Regions from separate parts of the Mus musculus genome. Here regions 2 and 3 are each linked to region 1. Evidence: chromatin contacts called from public HiChIP or PLAC-seq and promoter capture Hi-C data. All regions are on one chromosome and are shown on one strand. Each heading gives the region's core, a stretch centred on a gene start, on an enhancer-like site or on the middle of the called end of the contact. The rest is flanking DNA. Distances are from core to core; before and after follow the strand shown.

Region 1 (3,539 bases), core at 640-3,139:
CCTGAACGAAGGTACATGAAGGCGCACACGAGAGCAGGTTTAGAAGGTTTAGAAGGGAAGAGAACTTAGCTTGGCCCCCGATTTTGTGTACCCGGTCCAATTAGTTCGGTTTTGTGCACAGTACACACACACACACACACACACACACACACACACACACACACACACACACACACACAAATGATGCAGTGTTTGAGGTTGGGCTGGGCTGGGCTGGAAGAAATTCAATAGCCGAGTCCCATCAACAGACAGGAGAGGAGAATGGCAATCATGGTGGAGGAAGGGAGGGTCGCGAGAAACGAGGGTGGGGAGATACAGAACAGAAGCTTAAGTCAAAAGCAAAATAAAACCAACGAAGGTTCCTCGAAAAGGGTCTAACATTTGAATCTGCCAACTGGCAAGGCAACAAGGAAAGAAGTGAGGGCAAAAAATGCCTTTCCCCCCATCTCCTTCTGTAACAGCGAGAATGCTGCAGCTTGCAGAATAGCAAAAAGTGGGTTAAAAAAAACAAACAAACAAACAAAAACGAACACAAAATAAAACTCGGCATTTCCTCTTGTTCTACGAAAACGAGATTAAAAGAAAACGAGTATAAAATGCAATCAAAGTCCATGAAGGTTTGATTGTTTGTTTGTTTATTGTTTTCTCCTTCCTCAACTTCTTTCATTCCTACTTTAACCTACTGTAGAGCAAGAAGGAACTTGAATCAGGGTTGGGTGTGCTAGCCTGAACTTGCACCCAGAAGGTCTGTTTGAAAAGGGAAAGCTCCTCCATAGAATTCCTTATCTGCAACTCATTTACCTCACATCAGCTACATGCACCTCTTCCCCAGTTCTTCTTACCTATTTGAACGCTGCTCGGAAAGGCTCCCATGGCGAGTCCCCAAAATCCAGAAAACAACAAGACAATCTGCCTGCAAATAATCCTCATCTTCTTTGCTCCTCTCCCTGGTGCGCGCTCTCCTCTCTTTCTCTCACTCTTGCTAAATGATTTTCAGAGAGGCATTGAAGATGATGGCGCTAAAATTCAAAGAGAGAGAGAGAGAGAGAGAGAGAGAGAGAGAGAGAGAGAGAGAGAGAGAGAGAGAGAGAGAGAGAGAGAGAAGAAAAGGTTTGGGTGCTTTTAGGTTATGACAGCTTTCCCTCAACAATCCATCCCCAGCTGCCAGATGTTTCCCGCAGTCTCCATAGCCCTGGGGGAGGTTTTCTGTCCTGCTGATAATGTTCATGCAGAAGATGGTGGTGGCCAGTCTAGCTGCTGCTCTGCTCACAGAGATGAGACATGCGCTCTGTCTGTGGCTCCCTTGCGCTCCCTTGCTCACATCCACACGGTTGCGGGCGCCACACGCGCTCTGCAGCTCACAGCCGACCCCCGCCCGGGCTACAGCATCCCTGAGCGCCTCCAGTGCCTCGGTACCGGAGCGCGCACTCCCACCACGGCCCCTCACCCCTTGCCCCTTGCTCCTCGCCTCCCATTCCCTTTCCCCCAGCCTGTACTCACCAGATCGCCCAGGTCTTCAGGGAGGCTCTGGAGCGAGTCTTCAGGCTGGGGTTTTGGCGTACAGTCTCCAGTATCTGATCCCCTTCCTCCTACCTTCCGCGCGTTTGCCGAGGAACCGGCTCTGGAGGTGGGGGCCCCTCTTCAGAACCAGTGTTTTTCTTTTTATGCCCTCCAAGTCGCCTTTGGATTCTTGGTTGAGCTTGGCAGGAAACTACCCCGGGGGGCCGGGTATGCCAGCCCGGATCCCGGGCTGGGGGGTTGGAGAGGAAGTTAGCACCTCCCCATGGTCTCAGTCCCCTGCAGCATCCTTGCAGGCTCGCGGGAGGACAAGCTGCCTCCCGGCTCCCAGCCCTTTCCTCTCAGCCTTGCCCAGCCTAGTCCGCTTCTGCTATTGGGTTGCGCGCCCGCGCGAGCGAGCGAGCGCGCGCACGCGAGGGGAGACTTCCTTGCTGCAACTGCAGCAAAGATTTCTCACCAGCAAACAACCAGGGGAATCTGCAAAGCCCTTGATGCGGATGGATGCGGTAAAGGTACTCAGAGAAGGAGAGGAGCGAGGAGGGGGACAAGGCAGCCCCGAGGTGATGAGGCTGGGGTCTAGAAGGGAAGAATTGGAGGAGGTAGGAGGTAAGGGTAGTGAAAGTCAGAGAAGTTTACAGGATAGAAAAGGGAGGTGTGTGTGAGGGGGTGGGCAAGGGAGGAAGAGGAGACCAGAGGGGTGGTGGTGGTTAGCAAGACACACTCAGAGACCTCTAGTATGTTCTTTAAAGGGCACTAGGCAGAATTAGGAATTAACATTGAGAAGTATAAATTAAGAAAACTACTTAAAGGCTGCAGTTCATTTCTATTCAGTGATTTACCCAAAAGGATGCTTTCCTGCATTTTGTGTGTGTGTGTGTGTGTGTGTGTGTGTGTGTGTGTCGTGGTGAGTGTATTGTGTGTGTTGTTGTGTATGTGTTCTCCATACACATCTCCTTTGCTTGGGGTTTGGAAAACTCATTCTACTTACAGTCACCTCCAAGAAGGCATGGCTTTTGCAGATGAAGTCAGCAAGTTAGTTTGAGTTTGTATAAGAAAGTAGAAAGGAATTAAGCTAGGATTTTAGGAATATTGTCACTTTGTTCACAGAGTCACCTTTAAAGCTGTCATTTCACTCGCTGTCGTTTTATGGGAAGAGGCTGGGACACCTCCAAAGGAGGTGATTGCAGTACCTGTAGACAATATGGAAGATAGCTTTCTAATATCCCAATACAAAATAATATGTCCTAAGGAGAAATGACAGTAACCTAGGTCTTCAATGATATAGTTTAAAGTCCAGGAGGGAAGCCTAGGAGAACTCAACCCTACTCAAAAACTATAGACAACTGAGGAGAACTGGGAGTGGGGGAGATTGTCTTCCACAGAATAACAAACCAATTGGTAGTCCTTGGGCAAACAGTTCACTCACATACAAGTAATATTTCATGGACTTAGCAAGTTTATATTTAGAATGAATATATATATATATGAATATATATATATATATTCATGTGATATATATTATCACATGAACAATTGAAAAAGAGGCCATAGATTTTAAGATGAGTAGGGAGGGGTTTAGAGTATGGGAGGATTTGGAGGGAGGCAATGAAAGGGAGAATTGTAGTAATTCAATTACACTCTCATAAACAAACAAAAAGAAGTTAGTGAAAATGGAATAGCACCTCTTATCACATTTTTAAAAGAATAAAGCAAGTGCCTGAGTGTGTCTGATAAAATGTGTAAAGGGGAAGCTGATGACGTATATCAAATTGCAGCAAGAATTTACCTGGTAAAATCCTTCTTGAAATACGTGTTACCTTTATCTCTTCAGGTTGCCTTCCCCCTTCTTGTTTCATTTAATAAAAAAAAAAAATGGATTATATCCAGGCATATATATTTGTTGGGTTCCTAGTGATATTATGATTTATTAATATTAGCTGGGGTACCAAATAACTAATTTATATATTCATCACATCAGTATTTCTCATTTTTGTTTTGTTTTGAAAACATTTTAAATTTGC
Region 2 (3,539 bases), core at 575-3,074, 1.6 Mb after region 1:
CCTGGTATCTTGTTCCTGTCCCTTTGTTGTCTATAAATTATAAAACGAATGCCTTCCTCTGCCACAACTTTATTCTGCAATGTATTGCTTGGCTACAATTCTAAACACAATTGACCCAGCTGACTGTGGAATGCTGTGCTTGTCACCATAAGCCACAATACATGATTCTCTCCTTTTGAATTGCTTTGCTGCTTTATCACAGTGATAGACACTTAACAGCCCATGCTCTTTCTTGGGTCTCTGCTCATCTCCTGCAGGATGTGCACAGCTGCTCGAGGTAGAAAGGAATGCACATGAAAGAAGAGCACCACAGAGATATCAGAGGCTACTGAACTTTGTACCTGCTGCCTCTTGGGCTGCAGTACAGTTAACATGCCGTACCCTACTTCACACCTATCAAAGTCCAGCCAAGAGCTGCTGTCTCACAAGCTTTCTATCTCCCATTTCACCTGCTAGATTGACGTTCACAATGTGATAACAGGATTCTCTATATCATTTTGCTCTTGTGTCCTTCATTGGATTTTATTCCAGGTACACTTCTATTGATGCAGATCTCTGCTCTGGATGATCTAAAGTAGAGAATCCATCTTTCTTGTCTTTAATTCTTAATGCCTAACAAGGTAAGTAGCAAATGAGAGATGGTGAATCAGGAGTAATAAGCAGTCCATTAAGCCTTTGCCTCTCTTGACACTTGAGTCTCTAAGAAGCATAAGCACAGGACATCTCCACCTCCCCTTGAAATTTAAAGGACAACACAAACAAAACAAAAAAAATTTAACTTATTTTAACTATGAAAACCCTTTTTGTGATTTATTCTTTTAAAATGTTATTTACTATACTAAGAAATGCGTGTAATTATTCCATATATCTGTATGATTATACTTTGTTTTTTACTCAATCTTACTTTATCTCAGTTACATTTAACAGTCAGGTGTCCTGGATTTCAGAGTATAAGCTACCTGAAGGCAGCATACCGTTTTTGTCACTTTGACCCTAGCTTATGTCAAGTTAAAATTAAGCTAACTAACACACGGCAGCAAACTCTTGGAATTCATTCACAGAGGAAGCAGGGATAAGATCTCTAGGTTTCACCGACCAACCTATGCAGTCTAATTGGTAAGACTCAAGATACCGAGAGGTACTTTCTCAAAAGAGATAGATGGCATCCTGAGTATGTCCTCTGTCTTCCACATGATCAGACACATACAAGATGAACATACATATTTCAAAAAACTTAGAAAACTAGAATCACATACTTGAAAATTACTTTGAAATGTAATAAATCAGCATACTGTCACATCCTCTAGACTCATACTCTCCCATGTGAAGCAACTTTAAGATTAGATAAAGAGACATGTTCCTGCTTTTCTCATTTGCACATCATAGATACAATTTATAGAAAACTGGAAAAGCACATGGCTTCCTCTGCCTTTTTTTCCTCTCTCTCTACTTAAAACAGCAAGTTCAGAAAGACACAAGGATGGAGAGCATTTTGGGGCTAACATGAAAATAAGAATATCAAAATTCACATTTGGAAGTATCATGTCACTGTGAAATGGAATTATTTTTTTTCCTTTGAAAGTGGCACTAAAAGACTGCAAGAGACAGAAGTGTAAAGTCAACTCTTTATATTCAACTCATGTTCGCCCAAAAGACAGGGACTTGAAAATTCATAAGACGTTGAATTACCACAGTCAAAATTTCAACAGCTTCCCTTCCAGCTGCTCAGAACTGCAGCTGAACTGCAGCCTCAGAGCACAGTGGCAGCCACTGACTTTCTTTTGTAGAGCTTTGGAGATGTAACAGCTGCAGTGCTCGCCCTCCCCTCATGCTCTCTAGAGGGCTAGAAAGCCATAGAACAGTGGCAAGCCTGAAAGCACTAACACACAGCTGCAGATTATGCAGCCTCTGCAGCAGCTTACCGTAGTCTGTGATAAACATAATGTTGTTTGTGTAAAGTGAGCATCATTCTCTAGGCATTGTTGACAGAAATTCAGGTGAGAAGATTAGGGATCACTGTGTTTTATTTAAAGTCTGTTGTAAATATGACACAAGGTTTAGACTATTCAACTGCATTGCAAGAAAGGCCGATATGTTGATAGGAAAATGTAGCTGTAACCTGGAAAACAAACTAAATTTAACTTGGTATTTATTGTGAAAAGCCTTAAGATGTCTCCCAGTATGTAACAATGAACCTATCGAATAGTTAAGATATCAGGTCCTCTTTACTTGATAAGCAAATATTTTCTTTAAAATGGCTAGATAGGGCGGAGGTATAGCTCAGCTGGAAGAGTGTATAGCAGAAGTTCAATAACCAGGACTGGAAAACATGGCAGTACCTAGCTTTATAGTGGTTCTAATGAGAAGGACATCCAAAGGCTGATATTTTCATGCTTAGTACCTCGGTGGTAGATTGTTTTGAGAGGTAGGAAGTGAGGCTGTGTTGAAAGAGGTGTGTTATTGGGCGTGGGTTTTAAGAGGCCACTCCAGGCCCAGTCTCTTTCTCTATCTGCCTCCAACTTGCAGATAAGATGCCAGCTCTCAGACACTACTCCAGCATCATGCCTGCCTGCCTGCCTGCTGCCATGCTTACCATCATGATAAGAGACTCACTCTCTGAAACTTTAAGCAAGCCCCCACCCAGTTAAAATTTTTCTTCTGCTGGGCAGTGGTGGAACATATCTTTAATTTCATCACTCAGGAGACAGAGACAGGCACATATCTGTGAATTCAAGGCCAGCCTGATCTACAGAGGAAGGTTTGGGTCAGCCTGTGGTGGTATGCCGAGGAACCCTGTCTCAAAACACAAAAGTAAAGATCAAACAAAAGCTTTCTTCTGTGAGTACTTTGATCACACTGTTTTTTCACAACAATAGGCACAGTAACTAAGACACCTTTCACCTCAATACTTGTGAGATGGAGGCAGAAGCACTTGAAATGTCAGGGCTACAGGGTGAGTTTGCCACCATCCTAAGCTAGAGATTTACTGTTTAACAACAACAGCCTAATTAATGAGAAAATTCTTGCTGTAAATCTTTATAACTTTATTGATATAAATTAATATGATTACCTATTCAGTTTTGAAAACTAGTACTTGCTCTAAAATTTCTGATAGAATTTTCCTAGTGAAGGGGTACACAAATTTGTATTTTGAAAGAACCTCAGGAAATCCCTGCATGCATTTCTCTTTTAAGCCTATCGAAGGAGCTCATTTCTTATTTAGTCAGCTACCACAGACTTCTCTGTTCTCTGCTACCAAGGATTTTTCCCTCCATATCAAAGCTTCTCATTAAAAATCTTTAATAGCCTCCCATGGTGTGATAAACTGAATTTACATGCAAATTGCATGGAAAAAACTTGTAAATCTACTCGAAATCTGTCTTTCTGGCTCTGTATTTTACCAAAGCCCATGAAACTATGGGATTCAACTTGGCAAATCTGCTTTTCTCCTGTAAAGCACACCTCAAACATCACCTCATGTTGTTCTTCAGCTTTGTTCACCTTCTGAGGCTCTTTCTTTAATATCACTTCCCCAAAAG
Region 3 (3,539 bases), core at 264-2,763, 1.4 Mb after region 1:
AATCCGGGGATCTACCTGTTTGCGTTACACAGCACTGGAGCTTCAAATGCATACCACAGTGTGCACAAGTGTGACACAAGTGTGATGTGTGTCTTCAGGTACTTCGCTGACTGTACCATCGCCTGTGAGCCTACTTTCTATGTTGCTTCTCTGTGTCTTTCTCCAGGGCAGATTATATACTTAAACAGTATAAACAGATTTTTTTTTCTTCAAGGGGATTCAAATTTTTCAATTGTCGGTCACATCAATAGCATGTACTTTCTTATGCATCAGCCCATAAAACAGTGATATCCATAAAGCAAGAACGTCTTACATGAACTTGATCGAGAACTAAGAGGGCACTACATTCCATTTTACTCACTCAGAAATAGTGCTGAAATGAAGTTACCCACATGTATATCCTCTTCAGTGCTGGGTGGTAGAGTAACTTGTAAAGTCTGTATTGTCATAACCCCCTCCCTTCTCAGCCACTTCTAATGAATGAATATCATGTATGTCCTATTCTCTAGACTTTCAGGCCTTAAAGATGTTGGGACTTTTGTATCACAAACGTCACTGATGAACAGCTGAGGAAATATGTATGCTTGATTGAGATTCATCTACCAAAAAAAAATCATAGAACAAAATTAGTTCATCTAATTCTTGCCACAGTCACACAAATCATTTCTATTTGTGTTTTGTACCAAAAGACACTGCATTTCTGGGGTCCAGTGCTTTCTTGCTTTCTTTCCTCCCACTGTTTTTTTTTTTTTTTTTTTTTTTTTTTAACCTATGGCCAAATATCCCTCCTTCATTTCTTCTATAGTATTAACATATTTAAAATCTAGAAAACATACAATATTCACAGGATTTTGCTTTGTTTTTTGTTAAACAGGGTCTTCACGTAGCCCAGGCTGGCCTGAAATGGAGTTCACTATACTGCTTAGGTTGGCCTTGAACGCTGACCCACCTGCCTTCACCTCCAAACACCAAGATTACTGGCATTCACCACTCCATCTAATTTATTTATGTGTGTGTTCATTTTCTGTTGTTGTTTGAGACAAAGTCTCTCCTTGTAGCCCTCTTCTGCCTTTGCCTCAAGGTGTTCAAACAGTCCCTGCTTCTCTTCCTGAATTGGTAACTGAGCCTCAAGGCAAACTCAGCATGGGCTTCTTTGTGATTGCATTTCCTGTGGAAGGTGGAGTGAAGCCTTGCTCAGTTGATTTGAGTTCTAGTATAATAGTCCTAGCAGATTCCAGTAACCAAGGCCAGCACTTAGTGGGCTGTCAGAGGATTTGACCACTCACCTCTAGATAAGTTCTATCCTCCTTTCACTCCTCCTGACCACTTTGTGCCCTACTCCTGGCCAGTTTCTATAAAACCCTGGGAGACGGGAAGGGTCTGGACCACCTTCAAACTCATGCTCAGTGACAGAGCTATTTTGGCTGGGACTGTGAGCCAGGACTCCAGGATCCCTGTTCCCAGCCGCACTGCCCAACAACTACACAGCCTCCCTTCCGCAGAAGAGCCAGACGCTGTGACGCCGGCTCCCTGCAGCCTGTGCTGCAGCCGCTGTCCACCGGAGGGGGGCGAATCCACGTCAACCTGTTGTTTGCCCAGCTCCTATTGATCAAGTCAGAGCTACAAGGAAATGCGGCACACACACGCGCTTGGAAAGTTTAGCTTACAGGAAGTTTTGGGAGAGCAGCGCCAGTAACTGGGCGGCCGGGACAACACAGGCGGTGAAGGCGAGGGACTGTGCAGTAGAAATCCGCCGACTCAACCCTTTGGGCTTTATTTATTTACTTTTGGAGCAACGCGATCCCTAGGTCGCTGAGCCCAAATGCAACGGCTCGTTTTAGTCTCCATTCTCCTGTGCGCGAACTTTAGCTGCTATCCGGACACTTTTGCGACTCCGCAGAGAGCATCCATCAAAGCTTTGCGCAATGCCAACCTCAGGAGAGATGGTAAGCGATTCATTTGATTTGTGTTCAGCATTGAAAAGGTCACATTTGCTATTGTCAAGGTTCTTTGGGTCATTCACCAGACCCCACCTCCTCCGATTTTGAATTTTTCAAATGAACTCAGAAGGCATTCTCTGGAAAGGATTCTCCTGCCTGCTCCTCACCCTTCCCCACCCCCCCCACCCCCCGCTAAAATTGCCCCTCATTCTATAACTACTAGAGAGTGTTTTGAAGTGTCCTGGAGGCCACTGGGGGAAGTGCTGGAGTACACTGGGGGGTGGGGTCAAGTGGCTTTCTCCCTGCAACTTAGAATCATATCAGTAGGTGTGTGTCCTGGAGTAGTTGACACCAGGATGTGGGTGTCTCCTTCCAGGCTTTGAAAGCTGCAGGCTGTGCTCATCTTGGCATTGTGGTGGGCGGTGGAGTCCAATGGCCTTTACTGGATAATGTAATTCTTATTTATTTTTTTATTTTAGTTAGGGGAGTAGGGATGACACGTTTCAACACTGTGGTTATTTTTGCAGCAGACTGGCCATGTATAAATCATTTGTTTTCAAAAGAAGTCAGTGTTGTCCTTTATGTCCCTCAAGTGACTTTCCCTTGGAGTTCAACAAGGGTCAGGAACTAAGTGTGTGGGAGGCAGAGTTCCTGGAATGTTCTTGTAGCACAAGGTACCTGGCTTCTTTGGTTGGTTTCCTTTGTACGGAAGTTTTCCAAGCTCCTGAAATGGCTGTCCTAAGAAAGGTACTGAGTAAGCATGCTTGTTTTCCTGTCCTGTGCAAGATACATGGGAAAAATAGGTCCTAGAAACTCCTCATTGAGCTTTTCTCCTGGAACTTAGGCCCTCAGCTGTAGCCTGTGGTCCTAGCAAGGTACAGTCCTTGTGTTGGGTACCTGTAATATCCCAAGACATTTTTGGCTTTTGTTATCCTACATGAAGCTCATTCTCTTACTTGGTTAAAGTACCCAGAGCCTCCACTTGCTTCCATATCACTCCACTTGCTCCTCCCATCAAGGAAATCATTGAGTTGTTCTTAGTGGCTTGATTGAACTAGAAACATTTAACCATCTTGGTAACATGATAGTAGCCACCTTAGTCACTAATCAGTGTCTTTCTTGAATATGTTCTAAATTCAGACTTCCTTAAAAGGCTCTTGGAAATTGCTTTCTGATGACAGGTAGAATGTAGAACAAAGTGCAGTGTCTCCAAGTTATCCAAAGTGTTGAGGTGTGTGGCCTATGAACTCAAATCCCTACTGGATAGCAGTGTTTTTGTAAAATATTGTGATGGTATGTTTTGGGTGACCCCCCTCCCAATTAAAGTACAGAGATTTTGCTCTCAATTTTAAAGGCTAAACAAGGTTGAGTGTCAGTGTACAGTGCACATTTGCAGTTGGTTTTCCTGGATATTGTCTTCAGTATGTTGGGAACAAAATTTAAAAAAAGGGTGGGGAGCACTGGGGTCCTGGGGAAGAACGGAAGGAAAAAGATGCCCACACCCCGCCAGAGTTTCCCTATTCTCTGGTCAGTCAGGCATGGGAGGGCTGCTATCTACCCTATCCACTCATCCCTGGGTGGGCATTCCTCTATCCCACT

Evidence for each region. Promoter capture Hi-C pulls out the DNA fragments that hold promoters and counts their contacts. HiChIP or PLAC-seq counts read pairs in DNA pulled down with a chosen protein or histone mark.
Region 2: an H3K27ac HiChIP or PLAC-seq map of SST interneurons shows a contact between it and region 1, with 11 times the contacts expected there. The contact joins the enhancer-like site here to the promoter of Gria4 in region 1. A contact is called at or near these places in 5 of 39 promoter capture datasets (the 3T3-L1 cell line, hippocampal neurons, liver and 1 more) and 1 of 115 datasets of contacts at active chromatin or transcription factors (SST interneurons).
Region 3: a promoter capture Hi-C map of neutrophils shows a contact between it and region 1, with 7 times the contacts expected there. The contact joins the promoter of Pdgfd here to the promoter of Gria4 in region 1. A contact is called at or near these places in 5 of 39 promoter capture datasets (the 3T3-L1 cell line, hippocampal neurons, liver and 2 more).

Annotation. Positions count from the first base shown.
Region 1 is chr9:4,794,345-4,797,883 of GRCm38.p6, forward strand. Gria4 (glutamate receptor, ionotropic, AMPA4 (alpha 4)) reads right to left here and starts at 1,890. Exons shown (of 17, transcript NM_019691.5): 1 at 1,501-1,890; 2 at 843-1,019. The coding sequence starts at 930. Gm46100 (predicted gene, 46100) reads left to right here and starts at 1,960. Exons shown (of 2, transcript NR_165471.1): 1 at 1,960-2,030.
Region 2 is chr9:6,406,362-6,409,900 of GRCm38.p6, forward strand. It overlaps a transcript of Pdgfd not described here. Among named protein-coding and RNA genes, the nearest start is that of Ddi1, 140 kb to the left of the region's middle. Within about 2 kb of position 1,825, at least 23 of the 459 cell types and tissues checked have an H3K27ac peak or open chromatin away from gene starts, as enhancers often do. A contact at or near this core is called in SST interneurons, where this site is marked.
Region 3 is chr9:6,166,973-6,170,511 of GRCm38.p6, forward strand. It overlaps Pdgfd (platelet-derived growth factor, D polypeptide), which reads left to right and starts at 1,514. Exons shown (of 7, transcript NM_027924.3): 1 at 1,514-1,946. The coding sequence starts at 1,823.